Regions from separate parts of the Sus scrofa genome. Here regions 1, 2 and 4 are each linked to region 3. Evidence: chromatin contacts called from public HiChIP or PLAC-seq data. All regions are on one chromosome and are shown on one strand. The core of a region is the stretch at or near the end of the contact, and the rest is flanking DNA. Distances in the headings are between cores, read along the strand shown. Region 1 holds the start of IFI6 (interferon alpha-inducible protein 6). Region 2 holds the start of FGR (tyrosine-protein kinase Fgr). Region 3 holds the start of TMEM222 (transmembrane protein 222). Region 4 holds the start of FAM76A (family with sequence similarity 76 member A).

What was found. HiChIP or PLAC-seq counts read pairs in DNA pulled down with a chosen protein or histone mark.
Region 1: an H3K27ac HiChIP or PLAC-seq map of alveolar macrophages shows a contact between it and region 3. The contact joins the promoter of IFI6 here to the promoter of TMEM222 in region 3. A contact is called at or near these places in 2 of 5 promoter capture datasets (fetal liver and fetal skeletal muscle), 1 of 47 Hi-C or Micro-C datasets (mesenteric adipose tissue) and 2 of 2 datasets of contacts at active chromatin or transcription factors (alveolar macrophages and skeletal muscle).
Region 2: a contact with region 3 is called in an H3K27ac HiChIP or PLAC-seq map of alveolar macrophages. The contact joins the promoter of FGR here to the promoter of TMEM222 in region 3. A contact is called at or near these places in 1 of 5 promoter capture datasets (fetal liver), 1 of 47 Hi-C or Micro-C datasets (retroperitoneal adipose tissue) and 1 of 2 datasets of contacts at active chromatin or transcription factors (alveolar macrophages).
Region 4: a contact with region 3 is called in an H3K27ac HiChIP or PLAC-seq map of alveolar macrophages. The contact joins the promoter of FAM76A here to the promoter of TMEM222 in region 3. A contact is called at or near these places in 1 of 5 promoter capture datasets (fetal skeletal muscle) and 1 of 2 datasets of contacts at active chromatin or transcription factors (alveolar macrophages).

Annotation. Positions count from the first base shown.
Region 1 is chr6:84,853,951-84,860,341 of Sscrofa11.1, forward strand. It overlaps IFI6 (interferon alpha-inducible protein 6), which reads right to left and starts at 4,122. Exons shown (of 5, transcript XM_021095660.1): 1 at 3,968-4,122; 2 at 1,867-1,967; 3 at 1,422-1,496; 4 at 1,192-1,341. The coding sequence starts at 1,936.
Region 2 is chr6:84,825,658-84,831,991 of Sscrofa11.1, forward strand. It overlaps FGR (tyrosine-protein kinase Fgr), which reads right to left and starts at 4,744. Exons shown (of 13, transcript XM_021095651.1): 1 at 4,550-4,744.
Region 3 is chr6:84,545,285-84,551,922 of Sscrofa11.1, forward strand. TMEM222 (transmembrane protein 222) reads left to right here and starts at 1,610. Exons shown (of 6, transcript XM_003482003.4): 1 at 1,610-1,858. The coding sequence starts at 1,662. LOC102165905 (a long non-coding RNA gene) reads right to left here and starts at 1,598. Exons shown (of 2, transcript XR_299851.3): 1 at 1,239-1,598.
Region 4 is chr6:84,877,368-84,883,399 of Sscrofa11.1, forward strand. It overlaps FAM76A (family with sequence similarity 76 member A), which reads left to right and starts at 2,727. Exons shown (of 5, transcript NM_001243460.1): 1 at 2,727-2,868; 2 at 4,183-4,247. The coding sequence starts at 2,788.

The DNA.
Region 1 (6,391 bases), core at 2,872-5,371, 310 kb after region 3:
GTTTCTAGCTTGGCCTTCATCCTTCGCCTCCCACTGCTGACTCTGCCCTCTCTGAGAAGGGCTTTGTCTTCCTTTGGGGCTTATTCTTTGGGGTTTTGTGATTCAGAGAGAAGATGAAGCATTCAGAAAGGCAGAGGGGCAGTTTGGCAGGGGTAGTTTTTCTCTAAGATTTTGGAGGCCTCAGAGAGAGGGAGAGGGAGCAGGAGGGGGGAAATGAATGCATGTTTTCTGGAAGCACCATTCTGTGCTCTGTATCTGTCTCCTTCATGATGTTCAAGAAAATGCAAGACCAGACTTAGTGTGAGATTGAATTGGGTTGCTTCACCACATTTCTTTGCCACTCTGGGTCTCTGAGGTTGAGAAGATTCCTAAAATGTTAGCTTGAGGGAGTTCCCCTCGTGGCGCAGTGGTTAACGAATCCCACTAGGAACCATGAGGTTGTGGGTTCGATCCCTGGCCTTGCTCAGTGGGTTAAGGATCCGGCATTGCCGTGAGCTGTGGTATATGTCACAGACGATGCTCAGATCTGGCATTGCTGTGGCTGTGGCTAACAACTCCGATTAGACACCTAGCCTGGGAATCTCCATATGTTGCAGGAGCGGCGCTAGAAAAGGCAAAAAGACAAAAAAAAAAAAAAAAAAAAAGTTAGCTTGAGGATGGTTATCCTGGTTAACACAAGAGGAAAATGAGGATTGGGACTTGGCCAAAGCATTAGCCAGGCACCCAACTTTAGGAGCTGAAAACACAGAAGGCAGGCTGCCTGGGTTTGAATCCCATTATGGTGCTAACTAGCTGGAATTTGAGTGAATTCCTAATCCCCCAGTGCCTGTTTCCCTGCTGTGTGGTAGGGATTACAAGAATCCCCACCTTGGAGTTCCCTGGTGGCCTCGCAGGGTTAAGGATCAGCAGCAGTCGTCACTGCTGTGGCTGGGATTGGGTGTGGAGAAAAAAAAAAATCCCTACCTCTAGGGAAAAGAATCTGAAAAAGAATAGATGTATGTATTAACTGGATCACTTTGCGGTACACCTGAAACTAACACATTGTAATCAGCTATACTCCAGTATAAAATTAAAATAAAAAAGAAAGAATCCCCACTTCGGAGAGCTGAGTTAGCCTGTGAAAAGGGTTCAGAACAGTAAAGAGAGCCACCTGGCCTTGGTGTCTACGCCCCTGGTTCCGCCTGCACTCACCCAGGCTCTGCAGCGTGGCCACCAGCCCCCCGGCGGGCACTCCGCCCCCGTTCGCCACGGCCGACCAGCTCATCAGCGAGGCAGCCACAGAGTTGGCGGCGATGCCGGCGGTTGTGAAGCCCAGAGCGGGCAGCGCCATGGCCATGAGCCCTGGAGGAAGAGGAGAGGGTGAGGGACACTGTGCCGCAGGGCCCGCCCCCCTCCCCGGGCTCCCCGCCCTCCAGACCCACCTCCTCCGACGGCCATGTAGGCCAGCGTGCCCCAGAGCCCGGAGCTGCTGTTGTCCTCAGAGCGTCTTCTTTTGTCTGGAAAGAGAGTGGACAAAGCCGAGTGGGGAGCAGAGTCCCCTACTCTGTGCCTGATGCTCAAGCCACCCCCAGCGGTGGGGCCACCATTCCATTACGGAGAACTTTCATGAAGGGAAGAGACTTTTCCCAAGGGGCGGTGTCTGGCACAGAACTGGCATGAGCAGTTTTCCGAGAATGGAGGAATTGACAAGCAGGGATTCGAATCTGGGACTCTGGCTACCGCAACCCCGTGCTGTCCATTGGAGTAGCTCCTCTAGTTCAGTGGCACGCCTGGATCTCTAAATCAGGTATCTTGAAACTCTCCTCAGGAATTCTGAGACTCTTCACTCCTTTATCCCACAGTGCTCAGGTGCCCCAAGATCCTTACCTGTCTCCTCTCCACCGCAGGTGTAGAGTAGTAGGTAGCACAAGAAGAGCGATACCGCCTTCTGCCGCATGGTGGCGCCACGCAAGGCTTTATCACCGGACCTGGAAGGAGACCTGGTTCCCAGAGCCGTTTTGCTGGCACGCCCTCTGGATTGTATTGCGTTTCGTTTTGGCAGTGAGTTCATAAAGAGCAGTGAGATGCTCTGGACTGAGCCCAGGACCCCTTTAAGGAGGCGTGGCGGAGTTCCCGTCGTGGCGCAGTGGTTAACGAATCCGACTAGGAACCATGAGGTTGAGAGTTCGGTCCCTGCCCTTGCTCAGTGGGTTAACGATCCGGCGTTGTTGCCGTGAGCTGTGGTGTAGGTTGCAGACGCGGCTTGGATCCCGCGTCGCAGTGGCTCTGGCGTAGTGAGAACCTCCGGATGCCGAGGGAGCGGCCCTAGAAAAGGCAAAAAAAAGACAAAAAAAAAAAAAAAAAAAAAAAAAAGGGAGCAGTTCCTGCCACACCGGAAGGAGCTGAATCCTCTTCTGGCACAGTCCCTGGCACGTTGTGTGCACTCACCAGAGTCAGCTAGTGTTATTAGTGTGGCTTCTGTTATTGGCTTTGTCTGGCCTTGAGCAGGATACCTGGGACTTCCTGGAGCCTCAGTTTCCCTATCCCTAAGGTGGGAGTATTAATAGAACCTATTTCTGGCTGGGTGGCTGTGAGTTTTGAAACTGTTCACCACTGTATCCCTAGCATTTAGAACAGTGCCTGTCACACAGAATTTTCTACACAATGGTTGTTGCTACACTTCTCCCCCCCCCCGCCCCCCGCCCCGCATTCTCGGCCTGTGGAAGTTTGGAAGTTCCTGGGCCAGGGGTCCAACCTGCACCACAGAAGTGACTCAAACCACAGCAGTGGCAATGCCAGATCCTTAACCCACTGAATCACCAGGGAACTCCTGATAGACTTATTCTTACAATGCATTGAATATTTACAGGCACCAAACACTGATCTCATATTCGTTTTTCAGAAAGAAAGGAGGGTAAAGGAGCTAGCCCAAGGTCACAGAGCAAATTGTGCAGCCTAGACACATCTCAGGTCTGTCAGAATCCAAAACCTATGCTATTTCCATGACACTACAAAATAGGAGAACACATATCCCCCCCAACTCTAATGTGATCTTTGTCTGCTTAATGCTTTTTCCTTGAATTAAAAACAAACAACAACAAAACCCCCAACAATTTCCCCTATGTTGAGTACTTACTTAGCACTTTCTGGCACAAAGTTATGTATACCCATAACAACCCCATGAAGTAGGTGCCGTTATTCTTTTTTTTTTTTTTTTTTGTCTTTTGCCATTTTCTTGGGCCGCTCCCACGGTATATGGAGGTTCCAGGCTAGGGGTCGAATCAGAGCTGTAGCCGCCAGCCTACGCCAGAGCCACAGCAACTTGGGATCGGAGCCGCGTCTGCAACCTACACCACAGCTCACGGCAATGCTGGATCCCTAACCCACTGAGCAAGGCCAGGGATCAAACCTGCAACCTCATGGTTCCTAGTAGGATTCGTTAACCATTGTGCCACGGCGGGAACTCGGGTGCCGTTATTCTCAACCACGTATTATACATAAGGAAACTCAAACTCAGAAAAGTAACACTCCCAGGCCTGCCCAGCTGTAGCAGAATCAGGATTTAAAGCCATAATTGACTGATGCCCAGACCCACACTTTGGAGGTTTACTTCAGATCCTGTCATCTATCCTCAAAGATAAACTCACTGTCACAGTAGATCCTAGGATAAAGGGCTTTCAGAGATCATCCAGTCCCTTGGGCAGGTAAAGTAGCTTGATCCTTATTTCACAGATGAGGAGTCAAAGGGACAGGATTAAGGCCATATACTGTTGACATGGCACCTATAAGCGAAGTCTCATAGCTCCTGCAGCTTAGCATCCCAACCCCTAAAAGCCCACCAACCCATGCCCTCAGACCAGTCTTAGTCCAGGACACTAAAGGGGACTCAATGGTGTAGCCTCCCTGAGGAATGGGCATCCTGGCCCTCATGGCCTGAGGCTCACAGGCAGGCAGCCTGACACCCACACCTTATAGCTTCTGGGTTTACCTTGAAGAGAGCAGAAAAGAAATCTTCTTGCCTGGAGCCTGCTGATAGATGGCAGTAGCAGTGAGATAACGGCTCTCAGGCTGGATTTTTATAATCCTTCCCACTGCTGTAACTCTCCTCCCCAAGTGGCCAATTGCTGTCAAGTTTCCAGTTTCAGTTTCCATTTCCAGGGTTCTACAGTGTCTTGTCTCCTCCCTACAGCTCTGCTCAGTGACAATATCTCTGCTGAGCTGCTTAGTGGCCAGACAGTATAATTCAAGCCAGTGACTTTCCAAACAGCTAAGAGTATTCAAAGCAGGTCACATTAGGGTGGGGTCCACAGCCCTGCAGGGCTTAGTGAAGCCAGACCACCAGCACCTCTTGGGGCACAAGGTCTTTCACAATTCGAGTCAATTAATAATAATGCCCACAAGAGTTTCCATTGTGTCTCAGTGGAAACAAATGCGACTAGGAACCATGAGGTTGCAGGTTTGATCCCTGGCCTCGCTAAGTGGGTTAAGTAGCCAGCGTTGCCATGAGCTATGGTGTAGGCCAACAGCTGCAGCTCCAATCCAACTCCTAGCCTGAGAACTTCCATATTCCATGGGTGCGTCCCTGAAAAAACAAAGTAATAATCATGCCTGCATTTATTGAGCACTTGCTGCATACAAGGGCCTGGAAAGAGATCCAATCCCACAAGTCTTGTGACTACCGTCATTTGTGTACAGACCTATTTTGCAGAGGAGATTAAAGCTTGTGGAAATGAAATCACTCCATTCCATTGTTCTCTCAGGCTGGCTGCTTCTGGGTGATGGGTATATGGTAAGACCGGTGACGCCCACGTTCAGAGGCCATTGCCACACATTTAATTTGCCATTAAAATGGGTCTTCTAGCCCTGGGTAATGGATTGCGCTTTCTTTCTTTCTTTCTTCCTTTCTCTCTCTCTTTTTTCTTTTTAGAGCCACACCCAAGGCATATGGAAGTTCCCAGGCTAGGGGTGGAATCAGAGCTGTAGCTGCCAGCCTACACCACAGCCACAGCAACACTGGATCTGAGCAGTATCTGTGACTGTTGCTTGCAGCAATGCCAGATCCTTAACCCGCTGAGCCAGGCCAGGGATCGAACCCGAATCTTCAGGAACACAATGTCAGGTCCTTAACCCGCTGAGCCACAACAGGATCTCCAGATTGAGTATTCTTTAAACTTTCAGATATTATTGCTTGCAGAACTAGAAGTACAATCCATATTTGGAGTACATAACAATTCCAGGAAAATGAATCATTGCTTTCTCCAAAGTGGAAGGGGACTGATGTAACTGACCTGCCACCACAGTGCTGGCTGCTCTCTCTGACCAATGTTGCTATGCTGCTGCCTGCTGCTGGCTGGTGGGCTATTTGTTGGCCATTGTTAGATCAGCCTTGGTGAAAGGGATGCCAAGTTGTTGGGTCCATTCATAGCCTCCATCCTTGCCACCATGGCCACCCTTTTATGAGTCTTTTGCAAAGTAGCAGGGTAACTAAGTTTACAGGCGGGCTGACATCCACAGGATGGGATATCTGACCATCTGGCTGGAGAGCCTCATCTGCAGTAGGAGGTCAATGGTGAGCAAAAATGTGAGACACAAAGATCTGCATACTTTTCACTAACTCCTGTTAATCCATCTATATGCCACTTACACAGATCTGCTTATCTCCAATGTTCCACTTTACTTTTCTTTTCTTTTTTTTTTTTGTCTTTTCAGGGCCAAACCCATAGCATACGGATGTTTCCAGGCTAGGAGTTGAATCAGACCTTTCGCTGCCAGCCTACACCACAGCCACAGCAAAGCCAGATCTAAACCTTATCTGTGACATACACCACAGATGATAGCAATGCTGGATCCTTAACCCGCTGCTCGGAGCCAGGGATCGAACTCTCATCCTCATGGATACCAGTCAGATTCGTTAACCTCTGAGCCACGACGGGAACTCCCCAAGTTCCACTTCTCTGTTCCATGCCTTTGACCAACTAGTCCAGCCATTTGCCATTGATTGGTTGATTGATTGTCTTTTTAGGGCCGCACCCACGGCATATGGAAGTTCGCAGGCTAGGGGTCAAATCAGAGCTGTAGCTTTTGGCCTATGCCACAGCCATAGCAATGCCAGATCAGAGTCATGTATGCGAACTATACCACAGCTCATGGCAACACCAGATCCTTAACCCACTGTATGAGGCCAGGGATTGAACCTTCATCTTCATGGATACTAGTCAGATTCATTTCTGCTGAGCCAAGACGGGAACTCCCCATTTGTCATTTATTAGGAATTAGTATACATCTGTGCTTCAGACTATCTCTTCCTCCACACAAAGGGAATGACAAAGTATATTGCTCAGGGTTTTGCCCCCAAGGAGGATTGACCACTGTCCATCCGGGCTACCCCTGCCAGAGGTTGCAATAGAGTGGT
Region 2 (6,334 bases), core at 3,494-5,993, 280 kb after region 3:
GGGGGTGGGCAGTAACTATTAGTTTTAAAAGGCCAATGTATCAAACACCTCCGCAGCGCCTGGCGTTGTGCCAAGCAATGCACGTGCTGATCGCATTTAGTAACCCTATCAGGTTAAGTTTTATTATTTATTATTTTCCCTATTTTACAGATAAAGAAACTGAGTCACAGAGATAGTCAATAACGTCCCTAAGATCATCTACACAGCAAGTAAGGGGAAGCTAAAATGTGACCCCAAATCAATGTGGCTCCAAAGCCGATGAGAAGCCGTGTTGTTATGTCGAAGTCCTCTCGAGAGCAGTAATATCTGGACTTCAGTGAACATCTGCAGTGTGCCAGGCCCTGGGCGACATGCTGTAAATGCTCATTACCGCCCAGAGAGGGGAAGTGACCTGCCCAGGGTTTCTCAGGCAGTGGCTGATTTTCCTAGCCTTTAGCATCTGAACCCAGGTCTCTCTTTTCTTAGCGTGGAGCTAGGCTGCCGGCGAACACCAGAGAGGAAGTGGCTCAGAGAATGGCCACAAGCGTGCTGGTCATTGTAGGGACTTGAGTCTTCTAATAAACATGCCACTTGAATAGCCGGTTGACAGGCGCTGGCTTCCAAATTTCATCTGGGTTAGGCTGTGGCTGTTCCAGCTGAGGTCCAATCCTGGACCATGGTGTTCTCACCTTTAGCATCTCCCCCTGTGTGGCCCTACCCAGCTCCGGGGCTTTGGGTGAAAAGTAGGAGCCCCCTGAGACTCAGTCTTTGCATGTGTACCTTCTGTGCAGTTGCTGGGAAGGCTTGAAGAGATGTGGCCCTTGCCCAATGGGGCTGAGTGAGAACCATAAGCAGCAAAGCTAGAAAGGCCCCAGAGACCATTTTTCAGTCTACCTCCCTCTTGTGGGGAGGGACTGCGGGGGGAGTGACTTGATGGAGGTCAAGCAGCCAGACAGGGGATTCAAAGCCAGGACTATTAATTCAGGTCCAGAGTTCTGTTCACGGCTCCGTTCTCTCTAAAGCCTGGGCAGGAGGTCATGCTGTCCCTGACTGGTGATTGTCATATTTCCTACCCAGCCCCTGGCCAACTGAGCACACTGCCCCCGCCATCTGGCAGCTGGCCACCCAGCAGGGAAACTGCCTCTCTCCCACCCCGACTCCTGGACAGAGGAGCCCCAGGCCCACCCATCCTTTCTCAAGGTCCACACTTGCCAAAGCTGTGTCGGGGCTTTGATGTAGACACAGGAAGTCCTGTTCCCCCCCCACCCCACCCCCCGTCACCTCTGGCAAGTATCTCTGGGATCTGGAGACAGATTCCGGCTCAAATTCTCCCCAGCCTGACAACTAGCTTGAGGCATTGGGCAAGTCAATTCACTTCTCCCTGAGCTGCAGTTTCTTCGCCTAGAAAACAGGAATATACTTCTCTACCTCCGAGGGCTGCTTCTGCCCATCAATTGAGGTCAAGCTCCTGAAAGTACGAGGCGCCTAGGCGCCTAGTGGGTGCTCAGGGAACTTTCACTTCTGTTCCTTTCCTTGAGGAAGGCCTCCAGGGCCCAGAGGGGAGGAGGCAGGGCTGAGAAGAAGGAGAAGTGTCAGGGTGAAGCAGGAGGACTGAGTTGGCCTAGACGCCTGGGGGATTTCACCAAAAGGGAACTGGGACTCAACAGCCACAGGAAACCACCATCCAGCATGAGTTCCGGCATCTCCTCAGAGTGCCGGGATGGCCGGGGGCAGGCAAAAGTCACAGCCCCACTGCACCCCATCCCTCACCAAGGCCTGGCCCCTCTGCTGAAAGCTCCCATCCCTCACTGGCTCCAGTGCCCTTCCTGAGCCCCCATCTCCCTTACTGTGGCCCTCGCCTCTCACAGAACCTCCAACTATCTCACATCATTCTTTCTTCTTTTTTTTTTCTGTCTTTTCTCTTTTTAGGGCCACACCAGCAGCATAGGAGGTTCCCAGGCTAGGGGTCTATATGGAGCTGTAGCTTCTGGCCTACACCACAGCCTCAGCAGTGCCAGATCCAAGCCGAGTCTGCGACCTACACCACAGCTCATGGCAATGCTGGATCCTTAACCCACTGAGCGAGGCCAGGGATTGAACCCACAACCTCATGGTTCCTAATCAGATTTGTTTCCCCTGAGCCACAACGGGAACTCCACATCATTCTTTCTTTGGGCCTTACCACCCCCACCCCCACCCCTGAACACCCAGGGGCTAAGAAGATATACCCCGTCTGACTCTACCCCCCTGGTAGGGCCAGCTGTGTGGGGGTGGGGCGGGGGCGGGGCCACACTAGCTTTACCCTCCACAAGGTCTTGAGGGGGTCAGCTGAATTTTCTACACTTTTTGTAGGTAAAAGTGGTTTCTCACCTCTTGCTGAAAACTGACCCACTAGCCTCTAAAACAGGAGTCTTGACGGACTCAAGATTCTTGGGAGATGGGAGCCATGGGTGGTCTAGGGGGCGCTGAGGGAATAGGAGGCTAGATTCCACAGTGTGGCCAGACTTCCCTGGGGTCCCACGGTAAGCTAGCCTGGTCTGCTCTGTACAGGAAGGGCCGTGGTTCCTTCTTCCCCAGGTCTGGGGTCCCCCTACCCATCCTCCTGAGGGCTGACCACTTCCTTTGCCACATCAGCCCCAGATGGCTGCAGAGAATACCCAAACACCCACACATATGCTCACACGCTCCTGCTCATTCACTCAAAGCCCAAACCATACTCATAAACACTCTCCACCGTCACTCACAGCCTCACACTCACTGGGAGTGGGAGCCAGCCCTGAAGCCCAGGAACCCTATACCTTCTTCCACCACTCCCCGCACCCCCTCCCCTCTCCACGGGGTTTCCTGGGATTCGGTAAGGATGAGGCAGAAACACAGGCCTCAGCTCTGGCTACTTCCTTCACCGCATCAGGGACAGGATGCCCTGAACTCTGGGTCCCTCCTGCTGGCCTGTCAGTCACTGACTCCCAGACCTCCATTTTCCCATCTGTGAAGTGGCCCTAGAGCCCTGCTCTCCCCCGGGGCCACACACACACAGACAGAAGGATGTCAAAGGACTCAGGGACCCCTGGATGTGGCACCATGGGGATTGGGGGGGCAGGGAACAGATCTCAAACCTACTGAATTTCCCAGGATGAGGCTTCAATGACCCACAGACATTTATTTCATTAGAATCAGCTGTGTTCTGGTCCCTGGAGGCCTTGTCAGGCTTTCTGGTTCTGCCTCATGCTTTTGAGAAAATGGAGAGGATCCCTGAATCTGTGGTAACTCAACCCCTCTAGGACACTAGGCAAAAACTGCTTTCTGTATTTGATTCTCATGACTGGGATAAGGTGGGGCTGGGGGCTGGGTAGGGGCAGAGATAATTTCCCACATAATTCAGATAAGGAAAATGAGGCCCAGAGAAGCCTCAGAATTGGCCTAAGTCACACACCAACCAAGGTCCCAGTCTGGCTAAGACTCTGAGACTGCAGATCCCCCTCCCCAGGATCCCTGAACACTGAGCATCATGGCCTTACTCCTCTGTCTCAAAGGCTGCCTCCGATTGAGGACCCAAAATGGGGGCCGGGGAGGGAATCAAAGGGGGCAGCGCGGGCGGGCGGGGATCCCTGCTGCAGCCAAGTACCCGCCTCTGACTGTCCGCCCTCTTGTTACCATGGAGACAGCCCCTCCCGGCAGTCGCGGTCAAAGGCAGGATTTCCGTCGGGGAGGCCAGCAATTCCCGGATCCCGAGAGGAACGTGGACCGAGACCGCCACCGCGGGCGGGAAGGGGGCACCCAGAGAGGCCCATCCTTGCCGAGGGCGGAGACTTCCCCAGGAAGCCGGGACCGACGCCTCCAGCGCCTCGAAGGAGTCCCCAGGCCACCCGGGACCCGCCCACCTGTGCGGGGTGGGAGGGTCTGGGGGCTGCCTCGTGGCAGCCTCCCCTCCCCTCTCCGCTACAGACTTCACCCTCGACTTCTGCCGATTCCGGATTGGGGGACTTCCTGGACCCCCGGAATTGTGCCCCACATTCTGCATCTTCCAGAAAGGGTTCTTCTTGACCTCTTCTCGCGAACTCCCTCACCTGATTCTCCCGGTCCCAGCCACTTAGTTCCTCTCTTCCAGACCCCTCGGCTTCTCCCCCAAATCCTCGCTTTCAAGGTCCCTTTAGTTTCTCCCCCAGCCCCTTTTGGGGGTCTCTTCGTTCTCCCCCCCCGACTCCGCCCCCTTCCCAAATTCTATCATTGCCACTCCACAGGTTCCCTCCGTTTTCCCCACCATACCTCTGCGTGTTGGGAGGGGTCCTTTTAGTCTATTGTCCCCATATTCCCTCAGCCCCCTCCCCAAATTGTATCAGTCTCAGTCTCCAGGTCGCCTCAGTTTTCCTCCTCAGGTGCTTTTCAAGGGGAGGGGGTCTCTTTGGCCTTCCACTCCCTCCGCTCTCCTCCCCAAGTTCAGGCTTCCGCTCCCACCCCTCCCCCATCCCACCCCCACCCCCACACCCCACCCCCACCCCCACCTCCCGGGGCCCAGGGCAGGCTGGGGGCGGGGCAGGGCTTGTTGTCCAGCCCCACTGACTGCGCCTACCTGCTCCCAGGGGAGTCCGCTTCCGACCGACCCCAGGGTGAGCTAGCCCGGCTCCCAGCAGCCACGAGTGCCGACGGGGGTGGGGGTGAGGAAACTGGGGTGCTGACCGCCGCCCGCTCTGGGCAGGGAGGAAGAAGCCGCCTCGGACGTCTCTTAGTGCAGCCGCGGTGGCGGTGGCTGTGCCGACGGGGAGAATTTGCAGTCACGCCCCAGCCCCAAGCCAGCTGCCCGCAGCGGGGAGGGGCCCTTAAATCCCAGGCCCTCCCGCCCCCCCCTTCCTACCTCCCCCGCGCGATCGCGTGGGGTCAGCTTTCCCAGGCCTCCCCCTGCACCCTGGCTCCTCTCCCCTGACCTGAACACCCAGCACTGCTTTCCCAAGACCCCTCCAAAAGGGCAGGTTCCTCACCCCCAGAAGCACCCACTCTTTAAAGGTTAAGAGGGGCTTTTCCATATCACTGCCCCACCCCCCTTTTGCAGCTGAGGAAACTGAGGCCCAGATGGGGACAGGCCTGAACCCAAGTTATCATGGCCAGTTGACCTCAGACTGCTGTCACCAGAGCCACTGCAATTCCAGTCACCACACTTTGCCATCTTCAGGGCCTGGGCACTATCTAGGACAGAGGGAAGCAGCAGAAGACCCCCTCTCCTAGGTGGAGTTCCCGTGGTGGCTCAGTGGTTAGCGAATCAAACTAGGAACCATGAGGTTGCCGGTTTGATCCCTGGCCTTGCTCAGTGGGTTAAGGATCCGGTGTTGCCATGAGCTGTGGTGTAGGTTGCAGACGCGGCTCGGATCCTGCGTTGCTGTGGCTCTGGCATAGGCCGGCGTCTACAGTCGATTAGACCCCCTAGCCTGGGAACCTCCATATGCCGTGGGAGCAGCCCTAGAAAAGGCAAAAAGACCAAAAAAAAAAAAAAGAAGAAGAAGACCCCTCTCTTAGGAAACTGCTTTTCAGAGGAATCAGCTGTGGGGCCGCACTGAGGAACTGGCACCATGTCAGCCTCCCACACCCACCCAAGGTTTAGAAAAACTGAGCATCATCCTCAGTGACAGTTCCAGCCTTTCCCACTGGCAGGGATCCCTGACCCTTCCCTCAGCCTGAGCTTCAATCCCCCTCCGACCACTGTTACTTCTTCAGTCTTCAACCAAAGGCCAGGAGAGTCCCTTCTGTCTGGGGAGGAAGGGATGCGTGTTGGAGGGCTGTTTGGTGGAGAAGGATGTGCGTTGGGATACAGTAGGGAGGCAGGGAGGGTATGTGAGCACTGTTTTGTGTGTGTGTGTGTGTGTGTGTGTGATTATAGGCAAGAAACACAATGACTGCCATTTTGGGATCAACAATTGGGGCACATGATGCAGGCATGTGTATTTCTATATATGAGCAGGGATGCATGGAAATATCTGTGTGTGTGTGCACATGTGTGTGCTCAGGTGTGTCTCCGTATGATTTAGGGTGGCAGAGAACAGTTGGGTATCGATAAGAATGCATTTCTCTTAGGGAACTGGGAGGAGGGATGGGGAGGTGCAGGTACAGGACTTGGGCAGAGTGGCTTCACCCTGGCTGGGCACCATCACCTCCACCATCAAGCACTCTCTGACTGGCTGTGGCCCTGTGTATTCAATTAGCAAACAAACATTTATCATTGCCCTTCTGGTGTCAGGCTTATGGAGGACAAAGATGAAAGAGACTGGTCCCCGCCCGTGGGGATCCCCCAATCTGTCACGCTCTGTCATCCTTCAAGGTCTGGCCCCTCATCCTCAGCAGAGCACTCAGCAGTGTGCCTGTTGAT
Region 3 (6,638 bases), core at 360-2,859:
TAAACCGTGGTATATTTGTGTTCTATCCAAAGTGCAATGGGAAGCCACTGTGACTGTCAGATTAAATACGTTATTGTGTTAGTACTATCAAATTTGTGGCAAGCCTGAAGAAAGACTGACTTTGGTTGTTTATTCATCCACCCATACAATAAATGTTTAAAGGGCACCCACCAGCCCTTTGTTAGAATTATGAATTGACAGTGATGGTAGAGGAATGTCTAAGGTATAGACTTCCTTGGAGCCTATGATCCAGAAAAGATGAGACAGCTATAGTGATTGATTCAAGATGAAATTTATTCATTCAACAAACATATACTGCACACCTAATCTATTCCATACCTGGCCAGATGCTGGTTGTTGCCCTTCAAGGATCACTTACTACACATGGGTCACAGGAGAGGCACAAAGATACTCAAAGAATTTTGAGTGGGTTAGAATCATTTTCTGCGGTGATAATCTGCAAGGCCTTTATAAAACACCCATTCAATCATTCAGTAAATCAGTAAATATCTAGTGGGCATCTGTTCTACACTAGGAACAATGCTAGGTACGGAAATTAAGGACCTTAGAGTTCCATAACAGAAAGACATACCCCTCAAAACGCACTGAAACATTAGGTGCTAAAAACAGGACAGCAGGCTTTCTTTAGAACAACTTTAAGAGAGCGTGATTCAGTGGAAGAAAAACCTTCCCGGAAAGGCATAGCTCAAACCTTCCTAAGTGGATTTGTCCAAATCTCCCTCTAGCCTGATTTTTAGCCACTGCCTTCCTCCCCCCCCCCCATTTTCCCCTTCCTACCCCAGCAGATTCCATTTTCTTTGTCTATCTTGACATTTGTAAAAAAGCCCAAAGAATCCAAGGTTTGAGTCTGGCTTCTTTACATGATAGTGCGCGATCTCAGACAACTGTTTAACTTCCCCGAGCCTCGGTTTTCCCATTTGTACAATGAAAGGATTGGATCACATGGAAGGCTTGTAATTTAATCCTGCCAAGGTGATATTCACACTCCTGCACACTGTGTTCTGCAAGGCCTTTTTTTCTCTGCCCGGCTGCACGCATCCCTCCACCCCATCCCTGAGCCACCTGGCAAACAGCTCAAGTATCTTCAGGCAAATCTTCCCTGTTTCTACACACACGCCACACATTATTTCAGTCTATCCTTCCTTTATCACTACCTCGTGAGAGACTACAGAATGACAAAGGGGAGACAGACTTAGGTTTGAGTCGTGGCCACTTACCTCACCTCTTAAGCGTCAATATATCACTTGTAACCTGGGGAAATACCCAAATTCGCATGTCTAACAGACTGTGGGGATTAAAAACAGTGTATATCAAGGCAAGGCTTGGCGCCTAAGAAGCGCTCAGCAGAGACCGTACCACCCTCTTAGGAGCCCTTAGCGTACTGAATGACAGAGTCCTTGGTGGGTCTCCCGCACTAGACTGAGCGCTGCCTGAGGGCATCCCTTCCGCAGCGGTGCTGTGCCAGCGCAAACACTTCTGGCTGGTCCGCGCAGAAGGAACCAGGGCCAGGCAGGCCGGGCCCAGAGGGACGCGGTTCCAATTCCCGGGGGGAGGCCAAGCCGGGCGGACCGCACCTCCGGGAAGTGACGCCACCGAGCGAGCTGCTCCCGGACGGGGGCCGACCGGAACGGGCGCGCAGCATGGCGGAAGCGGAAGGGAGTTCGCCGCTCCTGTTGCCGCCGCCACCGCCGCCCCCGCCCGGGATGGCGGAAGTGGAGGCGCCGACGGCGGCCGACACGGACAAGAAGCAATTTAGCTGCGCGAGCGGCGGCGCCATGGACGTTGAGCGGAGCCGCTTCCCCTACTGTGTGGTGTGGACGCCCATCCCGGTGCTCACGTGAGTTTCCTCCCGCGTCCGCCCTGGGACCGGGAGAACCGGAGCCCGCGCGACGTCCTCCCGCTGCCCCGGCCCCAACGCACAATAAACCCTTCCTTAGGGTCCGGGGTTCGCCAGAACCCTGCCACCCGCGCAGCGCCAGTTTTGCTGACGGTCACAACCAGCTCCCCTCCCTCATTACACCCGGTCTAATCCGGGAGAAAGACAGTTGTTGACCGCGGAAAAGGTTCTGTGGCTGGGAAGCTCAGGACCTGTGGGCGTACTGATCCGGCCCCTAACCGGGTCTGAGAGAGACATCTTCATTCAACTCACTGGCTTATTCATTCATTAAACAAATGATTGCTGATCACTTCCTATACGCAAGACAACTGCTAGGTCTGGAGGCAAGAGTGGGAGTTTGGTTGGGACCACACCGACTTCTGAGATGCTGTCACTGGAAAGGTTCCCAGAGATCTGGGAGTCCAACCCTTTGTCTCACAAATGAGGCTGGAGATCACACACCATCTCAGTTGCAAAGTGGGTTTAAGTTGCAGGGTGTCTTTGTCAGAAGAGAAGGCAGATGCTCTGGTACTGCTGGCGCCTTTTAGCAAGAACTCCTGGTGGGAGTAGAGGGGGAGCTGGTTTGCCCTTGTGCTTCAGCCTTGACAGCTGGTAATAACCACTCTTCACAGTGCTGGACAGTTGGCCAAGCTCTTTCATGCCCATTTTTCTTGTGTGTGAGTTTCACAGCCACTTTCTAAAGTAGGAATTACATTCTCAGATGATGAAGCTGTACCATTAAATACCCTGATCAGGTTCACATGACAGTAAACAAAGGCATCCCAAACTCAGTTTTCTGACTCCATAAGTTGCTCTTCTTTGACTCCATCCTATCCCCTCTCACCTGATGGGATAGATTTGTCCCTTCTATCCAAAACAGCCAACTTCTCGGAGTTCCCGTCGTGGCGCAGTGGTTGACGAATCCGACTGGGAACCATGAGGTTGCGGGTTCGGTCCCTGCCCTTGCTCGGTGGGTTGACGATCCGGCGTTGCCGTGAGCTGTGGTGTAGGTTGCGGACGCGGCTCGGATCCCGAGTTGCTGTGGCTCTGGTGTAGGCCAGTGGCTACAGCTCCGATTCAACCCCTAGCCTGGGAAGCTCCATATGCCGCAGGAGCGGCCCAAGGGATAGCAAACAAACAAACAAACAAAAAAACAAAAAACAAAAAAAACCAGCCAACTTGTGTGGAGAAGAAATCATGTTTGGCCTTTTATGTTGCTGAGCCTAAAATGACCTTAATTCTTGTATTATGTTAAAATACTTCAGTTGTTCTTTCTTCAAATGCTTATGCATTTGTTTAAAAACATCCAAGTCTGAGTCCTTTAAAAATAAAAATGTTAAGAAAGTGCTTTCATTGATTCATTCAGTCTTCTTTTTAACACACCTGCTAGGTGACTCCTGTGTACTTAAAGTAATTCTAGGTGATAAGAATTTACAGTGGTGAATAAAGCAGCTATGATCCTTGTTCTCACAAAGTTTAAATCATGGTGGAAGGAGATAGATAGTAAACAAGTAAACTAATAAAAGAACAGATAGTGATTAGTGCTATGAAGAAAGTAAAATATTAATGTGAGAATAACTGAGAGGGAATGTATTAGTTTTGCTAAGACCTGTCTTTTTATCCCAAGATCTCTGGTTTTTCCCTGTTCCTAAAAACATGTTTGTGGAGTCATTCGCTCTTCAGAGAGCTGGTGGCAGCAGTGAGTGGAGGCACGGTGATCCTTAGTCATCTGGACCAGAGGAAGCACACACCCCATTTCTATTCAGATCTATGTACAAGGGTTCATAAGAGGAATAAGGCATAATATCTCTGTCAGAAGTTCATGTTCCCATCAAAGGACTTGCCTTCCAGCAGGAGTAAGAGAGGGAGAGAGACGGGTGAACCAGCCATTGTAGTGCATTATGATGACTGCTGACCTAGATGTGGCACAAGGAACTGTCCTCTGACTTTGGAGGGGGGAATCAGAGAAGAGGCAGCTGAATCCAGATCCTATCTGGGCCCTCAGAGATGTTGATGATTCTGTGTGAAGAGCCAGATAGCAGCTACTGCTACTAATTGGATACCTACTCTGTTCTGGGTTCTGTTCTAAACACTTTATATTCATTATCTCACTCAGTTCTTATATCAACCTAATGAAAATAGATACTGTCATCCTCATTTTATAGATGAGGAAATAAAGGCTTAGAAGCCAGTATAGGGCTTTTTCCACTGAGATATTCTACCTTACCAGCTAGAACTCCAGGGTCAGTAGCTCATTCATTCATTAGCTACTGAGGACTTATCACGTACTAGGTCTGAGTAGACAGTAGCCCACAAAGCAGCTTTGGAGCTTGCCTTCTTGGAGCTTCCAGACCAACAGATACTCTGAGAGTTTCGTCTCTGGGGCTTCCCTGGGTGCAGGCTGCGCTGCCTATCTCCAGCCTTTAATTTCCAGTGCAACTGTTATATGTGGAGTACTGGTCAAAACAAACCCAGGCCTTCTCCCCAAGGAGAATTCCCAAAGGAATTAGGGGTGGGAGGGTCTTGAGGTTAGGGTCTGAGAAGCTACTTTCCCATGATTCTGAGTGTCCATTCGGTCCACTGCGAGTCTTGAGCCACTTATTGTACTCCAGTCCAGCCAATCAAATAGCAAGTACTTAATGAAAACTTCTTGATAACAACATCAAGCAACTACCAAGTGCAAGAAAGGGTGCTAAGTATTTTGCAAACATTTCCTATTTGATCCTCACAATAGGTCATTATCATTACTGTTCACCTCTCACTGACAAAGATGGGAATGAGTACGTGCCCAAAACCAGTCAAGACTCAACCCAGATCTGACTTCAGAGCCTGACTCCACTCTTAAATGCAGGACGTTCATTCATCATTTAGTCAATGAGTACTTGGCTCCAGCTTGCCAGGCACTGCCCTGGGGGCTGCCATAATAGATGAGAGGAAATCCCTGCCCTCTTGGAGCTTACCCACTAGTGGGGAGAAACAGTGACCATGTAAGTAAACAAGGTAAATTTCAGGTAGTAGATACTGTGAAGAAATTAAAGCAGAATAGTGAGATCTGGGCTGCCTGGGGTTGTGTGTGTCTACTCTAGAAGGCATTGTCAAGGAAGACCTCCAAAGTTGACCTTTGCGCTGAGGCCTAAATGAGAAGAAGCAGCCAGCTGTGCCAAGTTCTAGGCAAAGAGAGTTCAGGACAGAGCCAAATGCATACAAAAGCATTGAGGTGAGAGGATTTGCTATGTTTGACTAACCAGAGGTGGGCACTGTAGCCTGAGAGAGGAGTGAGGTGACTTCAAGGGATAAGCAGGGCCAGACTGTTAGAAGTTTGAAGAATACGTGTATTAGGAAGCCCTTAATGGAGGTTAAAGCAGGAAATGATGGCATCTGAATCATGTTCCTAAAAAACCACTCTGGGAGTTCCCACTGGTGCGGTGGGTCAAGAATCTTGACTGCAGCGGCTTAGGTCACTGCAGAGGCACGGGTTCCACCCCTGGCGCAGTGAGTTAAAGGATCCGACATTGCCACAGCTAGAACATCCAGTATAGGTTGCATTTGCAGCTCAAATTCGATCCCTGGCCCAGACGAGTTTCCCGATAACAAACCGGATTACTATCCATGAGGATTCAAATTCAATCTTTGGCCTCACTCAGTGGGTTAAGGATCCCGCGTTGCTGTGAGCTGTCATGTAGTTGCAAATATGGCTCAGATGTAGGGTTCCTGTGGCTGTGGCACAGGCCAGCAGCTACAGCTCCAATTCTACCCCTAGCCTGGGAACTTCGTTATGCTGCAGGTGTGGCCCTAAAAAGACAAGAAAAACCCCAAAATACAAAACAGCCGCTCTGGCCCCACCACCCTATCAAGGGCTCAAGCTGCAGACCAGGAAGAGCCCTATCCTATCTGTCATAAAACTGCCCAGTCTTCCTTTTGAAGATCTTCTGAAGCCATCTCCTTTTCACCGCCCTGCCACCAGAACTCTGGGCAGGATTACCATCATCTCTTGTCAGTATTCCAGAATAGCCTCTGGACTCCTGTCCCCCTCCCATTCTCCAAGCACATGCAGCACTCTGCTGCCTTGGAGTTTTTCTTTCTGTCTGTTGACATCCTGTCCTTTCATAGGTCAAGGGTTGTTTGTTTTGTTTTGTTTTTGTCTTTTTGTCTTTTCTAGGGCTGCACCCGTGGCATATGGAGGTTCCCAGGCTAGTGGTCAAATCAGAGCTGTAGCCACCGGCCTACACCACAGCCACAGCAACGCAGGATCCGAGCCTCGTTTGCAACCTACACCACAGCTCACGGCAATGCTGGATCCTTAACCCACTGAGCGAGGCCAGGGATCGAACCTGCAACCTCAGGGTTCCTGGTCAGATTCATTAACCACCTAGCCATGACGGGAGCTCCATACCTCTGTGGAGTCTTTGCTGACTCTGACCCAGCCCCACATAATTGTTTTCCTTGAGCTACATCTCTGCAGATTTTGCATCTGCCTCCCTAGCAGGCATCCTGAAGATCAGCAGTTGGCCACTGGTCCTGGGAGTGGTTTTTTCGTTTGTTTGTTTTGTTTTTTCTGCGAGTCCTTCTTAAACTGGGTCAGTCTCTCCAGCACCTAGGCCCTGTAGAGCTGTGGTTCTCAGGCTATAAGCAGATCTGGAGTCTGTCCCTCTGTGCTTTGCATATTAGGGTCCAACTGAGATTTGGTTTTTTAAAAATGCCCATGGCTTTTAAATTTTTTATTTACTTATTTGTTTGTTTA
Region 4 (6,032 bases), core at 1,477-3,976, 330 kb after region 3:
AGCTGCCAGCCTACACCACAGCCATAGCAACCCAGGTTCCGAGCCACGTCTGTGACCTATACCACAGCTCATGGCAATGCTGGATCCTTAACCTATTGAGCGAGACCAGGGATCAAACCCGCACCCTCATGGATACTAGTCGGATTCGTTTCTGCTGCGCCAAGATGGGAACTCCTGTTTGTTTGTTTTTAATATGCCCAAAATCATACAGCTTCTAAGTGTTATAGCTGGGATTCAAAGCCAGGCAGTCCCTCTTCCAAGCCTGCATCCTTAAAACAAAACAAAACAAAACAAAACAATTTTGAGGAGTTCCCGTTGTGGCCCAGCAGAAATGAATCCAACTAGGAACCATGAGGTTATGGGTTTGATCCCTGGCCTTGTTCAGTGGGTTAAGAATGTGAGATGTGGTGTAGGTCACAGATGAACTTCAGATCTGGTGTTGCGGTGGCTGTGCTGTAGGCTGGCAGCTGTAGCTCTGATTTGACCCCTAGCCTGGGAACCTCCATATGCCACGGGTGTGGACCAAAAAAAACAGAAAGACCAAAAATAAATAAATAAATAAATAAATAAATAAATAGAGGTGAAATTCACACAATACAAAATTAATCATTTTAAAGAGAACAATTCAGTGGCAGTTAGTACATTCACAGTGCCGTGCAACCACCACCTCTAACTAGTTCCAAGACATTTTCATCATTCCAAAGTAAAACCCCTTACCTGTTAAAACACTTTTCCTCCATTACCCTCCATGTACTATTTTTTTTTTTTTTTTTTTTTTTTTTGGTCTTTTTGCTATTTCTTGGGCCACTCCCGCGGCATATGGAGGTTCCCAGGCTAGGGGTAGAATCGGAGCTGTAGCCACCAGCCTACGCCAGAGCCACAGCAACGCGGGATCCAAGACGCGTCTGCGACCTACACCACAGCTCACGGCAACGCCGGATCCTTAACCCACTGAGTAAGGGCAGGGACCGAACCCGCAACCTCATGGTTCCCAGTCGGACTCGTTAACCACTGCGCCACGACGGGAACTCCCATGTACTATTTTTGACCCCCCACAATCACCCAATTGTACCACGGAGGAAAGTGAGGCTCTGAGAAACTCAGCCAAAGTGAGAAGTTCAGAAGTTCAAGTTTACATAGCTAGTAAATATGGAGCAGTGACTTTGAACTTCAGTTTTCTGACTCCAGCGCCTAAATATTTGATTATACACATCTTTGGGCAAACTCACAATGGGGGGGGAGGGGGGGCTGGATTTGGATATCAGGGAGAGTAATTTTGGGGAGGCAGGGATTTATAAGCCACAAATGCGCCCTCAGTTGCTGTGGAAAAAAAAAAAAGCACGTTGAGGTAAAATTGCAGTTAGTACTGTTCAAGCGGTTGGCAGAGCTAAACCTAATCTCAGCCTAAGAGCAGCTATAGGCAGAGACTTGGAAAGGTCAGCACTGCAGGAAGCTTTGCCAAAGCCTCAAGAACCAAAAGTATGGGAGTTCCTCTTGTGGTTCAGTGGTAAGGAAACCCACTAGTATCCATGAGGTTGCAGCTTCCATCCCTGGCCTTGCCCAGTGGGTTAAAGGATCCCATGTTGCCTCGAGCTGCGGTGTCGTTCCCAAACGCAGCTCAGATCTGGCATTACTGTGGTCGCGCGACTCGGATTCTTGACCCCTAGCCTGGGAACTTCAATAGGCCCTGGGTGTGGCCATAATAGGACAAAAACAAACAAGCAACAAAACAAACAAAAAACCACAAGTTTGCAATTCCTTGGACTACCCCTAGATGCCCCAGGCAGGGAGCAGTTAGGACACGTAGCTAGGATAGGAGGGCGTAGCTCGCCTTCCGGCCGGGCCTAACCAGGAAATGCCTGGCAGTTCAAGAAAGAAGCTGAGGGTGCGTCTGGATTAGACACAGTAGGAAGCAGGCCTCAGACCAGTTGCATCCCACTCTGACGGGGCCTCTGGGGCGCGAGGGCTCTCAGAGGTGGAAGGCTTCTCCTTAGTATCCGTCTTCTCCCTCCTAGAGGAGCTGTCATCACTCTAGCAGCCAGAAGGCCCTGTGTAGAAACAACACAGGGGTGCTCTCTCTGGGGCCACTCTATTTCTCTCTGCAGGTCAGCGACCCTAGAGTTTTCCGTTTTTAGGGGTCTCAGAGGGCACTCCTCTAAGTTGCCTCTCAGGGTTCCCTCCTGGCCCTCCAGTGGGAGGGCCGTGAGGGCCCCTCCTGCCCGGATGATGGAGGCTTCTTCTCACAAGCTCATCTTCACGCACCGGGTGGCGACAGAGGTCTGGTTCAACCATGCAACACACTCCACCCAACCCGCTGCCAGGGGGCAACTCCATGGAAACTGAAACCTCACAACTCCGTGGAGGTATCGCGAGAAGCGCGGTTGCGCCAGCGGCCGGGGAGAGGAGGAGCGAAGGCGGGAACCGAGAGCGAAGTGGGAGGAGTCTTAGGCGCTTCCGAGGTTCCCGGCGGGAGACCGTCCCTCCCAGCGGCGCCCCCGCGTGACTGCGCTTTACATAATCGAGGCCGCGCGCGTCATAAGTGGCGTACTCGAGTCCAGACCGAATCAGAGTCGTAAGAAGCTCCGTGTCCCGCCCCTTCGTGCTTGATAGACGTCTAAATGAACCAGTGAACGGGCGTTCAGCGCCGCCGCGCCCGCCCTGGTCCGCCCGCACCCGAGGGCCCGCCCGCCTGCCGCAGCCCGCAGCCTGCCGCCAGGTTGTACCTCAGACTGTCAGATAAAGCGGCGGGCCGGGCCGGCGGGGCGGTGAGCACGGCCCGGGCCGGACATGGCGGCGCTCTACGCCTGCACCAAGTGCCACCAGCGCTTCCCCTTCGAGGCGCTGTCTCAGGGGCAGCAGCTGTGCAAGGTGCGCGGGCTGGGGCGGCGGCCGGGAACTGGGACGCTGGAGGCGCGGCCCGGAGCTCCCGGTTCTGCGGGGACGCCCGGCGGGGTCCCTCGGGCAGGGCGTGGCTGGCTCACAGAACTGAGAAACCGTACCCGCCCCATTGGGGGTCGGCGAGGCATGTAGGGGAGATCCAGGCCCTATCCGGGCCCCCGCGGCGGGCGTGTCCGGGCGCTTAGCAACCGCGAGGGATTGTTCTCTGACCCTCCGAGGTCGGGGGAGGGGACAGCGGGTCCCCCTCACGCCCCTGACAAGCCGCGCCCTAGGTCGCTCTTGGGCTGGCTTCCCCGCTGCCGGGGTCTGCCTGGTTTCAGGCTTAGGGACCCCGTGCCTCGCCTGGGACTGAACTCCAGAGTTGGGTGCTGCCTGGGAGGATCGTCTCGAACTCGGGCGTCTCACGGGCACCTCTCAGCCAGTTTCGGAGTGGGACATAGTGAGGCTTTATAATAAAGCCCCACTGTCAAGCTCACGAGGCAAAAGGATGATTTTTCAGCATCTAGTTAGTGACCTTCGGTCCTCGCCCTAACCAGCCGCTGATCAGTTTTTACCCCGAAGGTCCAAGTTCTCTTTTTTCGTTTTAAGTTGCTTCATCTTGTTTTGCCTATTTAAATGAGTAGAGGTGTTGTGAGGATACAGTAAAAGTCACTAAGCCAACTGGAGAGTGATGTTGAGATATCCCCAAATAATCCAGAGTTTGTGTCTCTGGTATGGATAACTCATAATTGTATGTCATTATTGCCTCAAATAGCCAGGACTTCTTCACTTTTTGTTTACTATTTATGAGAGAACTCAAAAACTCAAATGTTTGAGTGCCTTTTTTGGACATATATATATATATACATGTATATTTAATCATGTGTTTGTGTGTGTGTATATATACATACATATGTATGTTTTTTAGGGCAGTTTTATGTTTGTGAGCAATAATGAATTTAATTCAGCACTTTGATTTCAAAAGTGAACCTGCTGAAAAGAATCACACAGTGGCAGAGGGAGAACCGGACTAGAATCCAGGGCTTCTGATTCCTAGTCTGTGACTTATTCATACTTTTGTTTCACAATTTATGACTAGTTCCATATAAATTCTTACTTAACTCCCACATCAATGCAGGGTGGTGATGCCAGAATCACAGAAGAAAGAAATTAGTCCTAGAAAGTTTAAGTGACTAACTCAAGCACAGTGGATATGCTTGGAATAGTACCCAGGTCTCTGCCTCCTACTGAAGGCTGTTTCCATTTCTGACTGCCTTTTAAAATTATATCCTCATTTCATTTCAGGAATGTCGGATTGCACACCCTGTTGTGAAGTGCACCTACTGTAGGACTGAGTACCAGCAGGAGAGGTACAGTTTTCCTTAACCATGAAATATGTTAGCAGACTTTTCTTCTTAAAATCTGTAATTTATTGCATTTCAATATCCAGATCTGTAATCATTTGCATTATAACATACAGATCTGTAATCAATTGCATTACACACAGATTCTGATAATTTACTGTTTATAAGACAGTCAATGGAGGTAAAATACACATGTTGGTTCCCTAGTTATCCATTGATTGCTTAAATTATTATTTTTCAGATTTTTGATAGTTTTATATTGTGGCTTTGATCTTTTTGATAGTAAGAAACCAATCCCATAACAACGTAAGCCTCATGTTCTAGTATGTTTTCATACGAAGCTTGAAGAATTTATAAGCCAAAGGAAGAACTTTTAGAAATGTGATAATCCTGACAAATGGTTTGTTAGCCCTGGTCACATTTGAAACTTATTTGCCTTTACACTTGCTTGTGTGAATCTCATTTTGAAAAGTGTGAAAAACACTTAGGTGTGAATGAACACACATCTTTGGGGGACTTTTTAATAACAAAGTGGCTTATTGGTATAGTAGTTCCACTTTTGTGGAACTGCAACTGTGGGTGATACTGTCTTCAGCAGGGTGGAGTCAGTTTTCGAGCTCACACATAGACCTAGAAGCCTAATTTTAATCAGCCTCATTTCAATTCTAGGAATATTTTCCCCATTTTGTTATGAGTATTTTCAAACAAAACAAATTTTTTTTTTTTTTTTTTTTTTTTTTTTTTTTTTTTTTTTTTTTTTTTTTTTTTTTTTTTTTTTTCACAAAACAAGGTTGAAAAAACTAGACAAAAACACCCATCTACCCACTATTTAGATTCTATAATTTACATTTACTATTATTTGCATCTATCCCTCTCTGTCAGTATATTAATCTGTCTTCTTTGTGATGCATTTGAAAGTTGTGGACATCAATGTACTTGATCCTAAACACTTAAGCATGCATATCATTAACTAGAGTCCAATATTTGCTTATGGCTTTTAAATTATTTTATTTTATTACTCTTTTTTTTAGGGTCACACCCACGGCATATGGAGGTTCCCAGGCTAGGGGTCTAATTGGAGCCGTAGCCACCAGCCTATGCCACAGCCACAGTAACTCGGGATCCAAGCCATGTCTGCGACCTACACCACAGCTCATGGCAACGCAATGCCGGATCCTTAACCCACTGAGCGAGGCCAGGGATTGAACCTGAGTCCTCAAGGATGTTAGTAGATTCGTTTTCACTGAGCCACAATGATAACTCTTAAATTTTTTTAGAGTTAAAATTTGTGCACAGTGAAGTGCTCAAATCTTAATTGCATCATTCAGTGAGTTTTACAAACAGTATACATCTGTGTAACCCCAAACACCATCAAAATATAAAACATTATTATCACCCCAGAGAGTCTTTTCACACCCCATCCCAGTTAATTCCTACCTTCCATGCTTTTTCCAAGTAACTACTGTTTTGATTTTCTCTTCCACAGTAGATTAGTTTTACCTATTCTGGAACTTCATATAAATGGAAATATATGGAATATCCTCTAGATGCTTGATATTTTAGCTTTTACATTTAGGCCTATGATCCATCTCAAATTAGTTTTTGTGTGTAGGGTGAGATATGACGTTTAACCGTTAACACCATACATAAAAATTAATTCAAGATGTATTATAGAAATATGGGTTTTTTTGCATTTTTTTTTCTAAAATGTCAGGAACATTTGTATGTATTGATACATATGTTTCACTTATTAAGTAATAAATCTAGGATAAACACAGACGTTCAATACCA